Regions from separate parts of the Mus musculus genome. Here region 1 is linked to region 2. Evidence: chromatin contacts called from public Hi-C data. All regions are on one chromosome and are shown on one strand. Each heading gives the region's core, a stretch centred on a gene start, on an enhancer-like site or on the middle of the called end of the contact. The rest is flanking DNA. Distances are from core to core; before and after follow the strand shown. Region 1 has its middle 17 kb from the start of Gm21859. Region 2 overlaps Gm4262 (predicted gene 4262).

The links. A called contact is a pair of places that touch in the nucleus more often than the background predicts.
Region 1: a Hi-C map of bone marrow-derived macrophages shows a contact between it and region 2, with 41 read pairs. The contact joins two enhancer-like sites. A contact is called at or near these places in 1 of 39 promoter capture datasets (neural stem cells), 23 of 484 Hi-C or Micro-C datasets (CD4 single positive thymocytes, DN3 thymocytes, ECoMG-derived neutrophils and 18 more), 20 of 115 datasets of contacts at active chromatin or transcription factors (the 230-238 cell line, CD4 single positive thymocytes, the HPC-7 cell line and 13 more) and 2 of 9 other capture datasets (bone marrow-derived macrophages and liver).

Annotation. Positions count from the first base shown.
Region 1 is chr16:10,895,997-10,899,270 of GRCm38.p6, reverse strand. No RefSeq gene overlaps it. Among named protein-coding and RNA genes, the nearest start is that of Gm21859, 17 kb to the left of the region's middle. Within about 2 kb of position 1,715, at least 40 of the 459 cell types and tissues checked have an H3K27ac peak or open chromatin away from gene starts, as enhancers often do. A contact at or near this core is called in bone marrow-derived macrophages and erythroblasts, where this site is marked.
Region 2 is chr16:11,011,259-11,014,968 of GRCm38.p6, reverse strand. Gm4262 (predicted gene 4262) reads right to left here. Exons shown (of 3, transcript NR_040518.1): 2 at 2,973-3,016; 3 at 1-1,563. Among named protein-coding and RNA genes, the nearest start is that of Gm4262, 4.2 kb to the right of the region's middle. Within about 2 kb of position 2,063, at least 148 of the 459 cell types and tissues checked have an H3K27ac peak or open chromatin away from gene starts, as enhancers often do. A contact at or near this core is called in bone marrow-derived macrophages and erythroblasts, where this site is marked.

The sequences.
Region 1 (3,274 bases), core at 466-2,965, 120 kb after region 2:
GCTAACTGATGATCCTGTGGATGTGGTCAGACATCAGATGGGGTTGGCTGGCAAACAGTGTGTGCTGTGTATGTTTGCTGAGACAAGGTTACAGTATGTAGCTCGGGTTGGCCCAGGTTGGCCTAAAACTCATGATCCTCCTGTCTCTGCCTCTCAAATTCTAGGATTGCAGGCATGTGCCGCCATGTTGGGCTTTTTATTTCCTTGTCTTTCCGTGTGTGTGTGTGTGTGTGTGTGTGTGTGTGTGTGTGTGTGTGTGTGTGTATGTGTGTGTGTTCACATGCACGTGGAGGTCCCAGGTTAATCTCAGGAATCGCCCTCAAGCATTTTCACCTTGTTCTATGAGGCTAAGTCTCTCAATCAAACCCAGAACTCACCAATACATCTGTTTGCATTGGAGATTCCACCTGTCCCTTCCAAGGCTAGACTAGAAATGAGTCACCATATCCACAGGGTATTTATGTGGGTTTGGGGATCTGCACTCTGGTCTTTACACTGGTGGCAAGTGTTTTAACCACTTCGCCATCTCCCTGGCCCCATGTCAGGCTTTGATTGGCAGCTCTTGGAGCACAGGGCTGCTGAGTGCCCTCCAGTGTCACACTCTCTGTGACTTTAGGACAACCTCCGAGTGGAGGACATAGCTGTCCCCTGATCTTGCCAGCTGCTTTAATGTCTGTGGTCTGTCTTTTCTCCACACCCAAGCATCCCTGGCACCTCCTGGTCCTGCAGAGCCTCCTCTTACAGGGGACCTCACAGTGGACAAACTGTGCTAGCATCACTCTCTGGAGACCAAGGCTGTCCTGAATGGCCAAGAGGAGAGGTTATACACTATGGTGCTGGGCTGCCAGGCTGGACACCTCTATGTGAGTGGGCTGTTGGGAAGATGTCTGGGAACAGAGCACCCACTCACCTCGTCTGCACAGGCCTGACACACACACAGACACAGGCACACAGACACACACAGACACTCACACACAGACACAGGCACACAGACAGACACACACACACATATACACAGACACACACACACACATATACACAGACACACACACACACATATACACAGACACACACACACACACACAGAGGTCAATGACCATAGGGTTCTTTCCCAGAGCCTGGAGGGATGCCTGGTGGCTTGGAATCCTCGAAATGTGAGTAACCTTCCCACCCCAATTGTCCGTGTTCAGTTTTATCACCTCTGATCCAGACTAGCATGATGTTTTTCTGCCTGGAATCTTTGCCTCCCTCTGTGTCTCATGCTACAGTCTGCTTGGCAGCCATAGGGAACGTTACAAGATGCTAGCATGGTTTGTTATAGCCCTGCCCCAAGAACTCACAGCTTGCCTTGGGATGGCAAGCCCAGTTCTGCTGCCACAGCTGCTTCATCCAGGTCCTCTACTGCCTTCCTGAATCTTTCCTGCCTCAGGTCCTTGGCACATCCTGCAGTTGGAGCTGCCACTGCTCCTTCAGCTTCAGTTTCCTTCTGCCATCTATAGAGAGTAAATTCACACCTCTTGTCTCCTTAAATGATTTCGCCACTCCCCACACCCACACACTCCCCACCTTATCCCCCCACCTCTCTATTCCCAGTTCAGCTCTGAGCCTCTATGTGACATGGTCTACTTACGTTTGCATGATTGCCTCTCCAGTCTGCTCTGCCGGTTGTAGTGCTCCCAGGGGCTTCCCTAGGAACCATGACTTCTCCAATTTCAAGGGGTGTGGTATATAATAATTGCTTAAGGCGTCATTGTAAGTCAGTCAGCTTGATGCTATTTATAGTTCGCTAGCCTGCAGAAATAGCAGTGTCTCTTTCAGGCCTGTGGGTTCGTGGTCTCTGTCACAGTGACTTCATGTCCTTACTCAGTGTGCAAGTACAGAAGTAATTGCTTAGTGAGTATGTGCAACTATATCCAAATAAAACTTTATGGGACTGGAGGGATGGCTCAGCAATTAAGAACACTTGGTGTTCATTCAGAGGACCCTAGTTCAATTCCCAGCACCCATAACCACCCTTAACTCCAGCTTGAGGCATCTGATGGCCTCTTCCAGCCTCTACAGGCACCTGTATTCATACCTAGAGACACAGGACTAAATATACAAATAGCAGATGGCGGGGTCAGGAGGACCTCTGAGAGTATGTAGCTCACCTGGTCAAATTCCAGACCAGCCAGGACAATACAGGCTGCACTGGCCTGTGGCCTTTGATTTGCAGTCTTGGCACATACACCCTAGCCTCACATGGCCCATGTCCCTGGGCCTCAGCTCCCTTTCTTGTGGAGTGGGCAGTGTGTCTGTTTTTCCATAGTGGCCATAGCTCAGAGAGTAACTGGTCCTAAGCACGTGACATGTTTACCAGGCCCTCATTAGACTCCTGACCCGCTCAGGAGAGATCACCACAACCTCCAACAAGCATTTATTGAACACCGACTGTGTGCACACAGAATAAAATAGTGCTTCTCTTCTCTAGGAAGGAAGATGAAGCCAAGCATGCAGTGGGATGAGCATCCCATCCCAGGACTTCACTTCCCCATAATCTCGGGGGCTGGCAGTGGCTCCTCCAGATGCTGGCCAGTAATGTCCAAGGGGAAATGTAAGACCCCTGAAGCTGGACCTCCGTTCAAGTCCTGGGATGAGCTGGCCAGCACTCCAATGACTCGAGAGAAAACCACACCTGATGCAAACTGCAAGAGTCTTTATTATCAGCTAGCTGAGGAGGAACTCCTTCTGTCATGCAGGGCAGGGGAGTTTGACCCCCAGCAGTAACAGTAGGGGGCTTTTAAAGGAAAAGTGAGGAATTGGGAGGAGTTGGGAAGAGAGTTGGCTGCAGCTCCTCTCTGGCGAGGGATGGGGAGTGAGCTGCAGCTCCTCTCCAGGTCTATCTCCGTGTCCTTGGCTCAGGGAGCCAGGCAAGCGCCTGGATAGGTCTTTTTACAATTATCGCATCTCTGGTTGTAAGTATAGAAACAAAAAGGCTTTTTGCTGTCTATAGAGAACAAAGAGCTTCTTTCTGGCTGTATCCCCAGAGATCGGGAAAAACAGACTTGGGGGAACATCCAGGGGCTTTACCTCCCACGGAGAAACGCTCTGAGTTGGGGTCTCACAGAAACAGAACAGAATACCAAGCCAGACACTGCAGGTGTGGCTCCCAGTGGCCTTTATGGCTTCCTTAGCCAGAGATTTCTGAGTGATGCTCCAGGCCAAATACAGCCACATGTGTGCTTTTATGGCCTGCTTATTCTGAGAACTGGAAGATTTTAGACAAATCCTGGGT
Region 2 (3,710 bases), core at 814-3,313:
ATCTTACAGATGTCAGGTCACCAAGGGGAGTCGAGTAGGAGCTCTAGACAGGAACCCGGGGACAGGAATGGGAGCAGAAGCTACAGGGGACACTGGCTTGCTTCACAGCTTGCTCAGGCTGCTTCCTTACAGCACCCAGGCCCACCTGTATCACCCACAGTGGGCTGGGCCCTCCCCTCCCACATCCGTCACTAATGAAGAAAATGCCTCACAGACTTGGCCACAGGCCAGGCTAATGGAACCATTTGGTCAGCTGAGGTTCCCTTTACCAGATGACCCTGATTTGGGTCAAGCTGACAAAGCTAACCCTTACAGTGAGGAAGCCCAAAGTATTAGGAAGGCATGCCTAGAGAAGAGACAGAAAGAAGAGAGGTTACACTTCCCTGAGTAATTCAGAAAGCGTGGGCACTCACACAGGTGGATGTGGTCACATTGTAAGAAACTACCAGGAGGCCGGGGTTCTGGGGAGGCAAATCACCTTATCTCATTAAAGGGACATTAGTGCACCTATCTATTTTTTCAGACTTAATTACTTTATTTTTCTTGTATTAAAAACCCTTATGTGGTAGCCACAGCTGGAGCCTGGGTTCTCTGAAGGAAGACACTGGTGTGAGTTTTCATAAGATGTTTCAGTGAATTCCTGAAAAGAAGACTTGGTGAAGCTGGGCGGTAGTGGCACATCCCTTTAATCCCAGCATTTAGGAGGCAGAGGCAAGCAGATCTTTGTGAGCTTGAGGCCAGCCTGATCTACAAAGCAAGTATGCATGTATGTCTCTATCTATATCTAAATATATGTGCATGTCTATTTATATGTGAGCACGTATGCCTCTCTGTATATGGGTGTGTATATGTCTATATATGTGCATGTATATTTTTCTCTACATGTGTGCATGTGTATCGACATGTTTGCACATATCCCTATCATAAATGTGTACATGTATGCCTATCTATATGTGTGCACTTATGTCTCTACTTATACATGTGTGTTTGCTGGCTGGGAAAAGGGAAAAAAGAGGAAAGAGCTCTCAAGGAAAGGGGGTGGCAGGGTGATGGATTGTAGAGGGGACACTGTGTGGAAGAAGAAAGGGACTTGGTGGAGGGGTGGGCTCAGCGAGGGAGGGGAACAAATGAGAACAGGTGTGATGGCGCTCAGAAGTGAAGCACCTTTGCTCTGTATGTGTTGGGAGCCGCGCCCACATTCGCCGTTACAAGATGGCGCTGACAGCTGTGTTCTAAGTGGTAAACAAATAATCTGCGCATGTGCCAAGGGTATCTTATGACTACTTGTGCTCTGCCTTCCCCGTGACGTCAACTCGGCCGATGGGCTGCAGCCAATCAGGGAGTGACACGTCCGAGGCGAAGGAGAATGCTCCTTAAGAGGGACGGGGTTTCGTTTTTCTCTCTCTCTTGCTTCTTGCTCTCTTGCTTCTTGCTCTCTTGCTTCTTGCACTCCTGCTCCTGAAGATGTAAGCAATAAAGTTTTGCCGCAGAAGATTTTGGTCTGTGGTGTTCTTCCTGGCCGGTCGTGAGAACGCGTCTAATAACATGTATGCACCCTAAAACCTTAACCACAGGAAAAAATGATTACATACACACCAGCACCAGCAGCAGCAACAAACGGAACTGCACAACATGCCAAGAAATAGACTGCCCTGCATCCTGAGGACCTCCCTGAACCTGCTTGCTGCCACCTTAGATTCAGTGAGGGACAGAAGGTTTGGGCACTTGGATAAGGGTGTTATCAAGAAAAGTGTCCCCTTTCAGTCCTGCCATCTACAACCTGTACAACCTGACAGAGTGACCCTGCCTGCACTCACTGGTTTTGACACTGTTTTCTCTTTCAAATCTTCCTTCAATTGGGCAGCTAGAGGACATCCTCCCATGCCTTCTCTGTTCTGTGGAAAGCTGCAATGACCTGAGAGGGCAGTGACAGAGTTAACTTCTCTGGGATGACCATCCACAGAGGGCTTTTAGTTTTCTGTAACATCTGTAGGTGGGCGTTCCCTGCCTGCTACCCGGAACTAGGCACTCACCTGATGCTGGAGGGGCCGGGTTGCAAGTTTCCTGCCTGCCCACTCATCTACCACTTCCTATTCCAATCCTCAGATGTGCCCAGCCCCAGCCTAGGCATAATTTTAGAAACTTAATAGATGTTGGCTGCATTCTTGGCCCTGAGCCTGTGGGGGTGGGGCCTGACTGGAGACAGACATTTCTTTCTTTGGCCTTGTTGATTGAGATCCTCTGCTTTCCCCGGGGACCAGCTTCTGAAGGGCCATTGTATGACCACAGCTTCTTGCACACTCGCCTCTTTGTGGGTTCCTACCACACAGCCCCGCCAGCCTGGATTACCATGCAGGATTAGTGGCAGTCATTAGTGGTATTCCCTAAGATCCTCAAAGCCAACAGTAGCAGTGGAAATAGACTTGGAGGACCACTTGCCATCTTTCGTTCATTCATTCGTTCATTCATTCATTCGTTCATTCATTCATTTATTCATCTATTTATCTAATCAGATAGGTAGTTTTTAGAGACAAGATTTTGCTGGGTAGCCCTGGCTGATCTCACTCTAGCCCATCCCTCAAACTCACAGCCACCTTCTGAATCGGTCTTCTGAGTGCTAGGGTTACAGGTATGCCTCACAATGCCTGTTGTCTTAATACCAGAAATGGCAGGCCACATTCAGGTCTGGAGCATGAATCAGGGCCTGGCGCTCAGACACAGGAAAGGCTTTAGTGTCCTTTCTAGGACAAGGTGGTTAGGGTTCTGACTTCGGGGTTGCCTCCTTCCTGAAACCAGCCTTGGCGGAATTCAGGCAAAGAAAGGGGAAGCAGAGAGGACACACGCAGAAGCTGGACCCCCAGCTCCACAGACATCTCAGGCTGGCTCTGGCAGGACACTCCTCACCCCAACCCTATCTTCTAGACCAAAGAACCACTTCATGCCCATCTACAGACAGAGAAGTCAAGGCTCACCTGTGGTCAGCCAGTGCCCTGGGATCATCTTCCACCTCCTTATCCTATTAGCAAAGAGAAAACACTATAGCTTTATTGAGCTACAATTCACCCATTTAAAATGACAGCAAGCACTTGAGTATCCTCCCTGACATGGTCTGTTACCAATCTTTCTTTAATCTGTACTATTGCTTAGTTCCAAATAAAATTGTCTTGCTGTTTTGCAAAGATGAATAGATAGCCAATTGCTTTTCAGGGTGGCACAGCTAGCTCCCCAGTCCATCTCCAGGATGCTCTATCTCACAAAGGATACCGGGTCCTTTTAGTTGCTCCCTTCTGGTGCCTGGGGTTTCTGTGAGTGGCAGGACAGGGAGAGTTCTGGGTCGAGAAACCTGGAGGGGCCACCGTGTAGTGACATTGGCTGTGGCTTCAGCTGGAGGCTCCCTGCTCAGGGCCAGCAGTGCTGTGTCAGTCCCCTGTCTTCAGCTGGCCCAGGCTTTTGCTTCTGGAGGTTCCTAGGCGTCACTCAGAAACATCTTGGGTCACCATGACAGCATGTGGCAACTATCAGCTAAAGGCCAGGGACAAACACTCCCTAACCACTGGCTACCTGACAGTAAAAAGGGGCCTGACCCAGACTTGTGAACTGTGCCCAGGTTGGGAGCTTGTAATGTGTCCGTGACCTGTGGACTTACCCTCTTGCCACTTCCTGACAGGGACTTGATGTAATTTACTGACAAAATCAATGGGAAAGGAAGA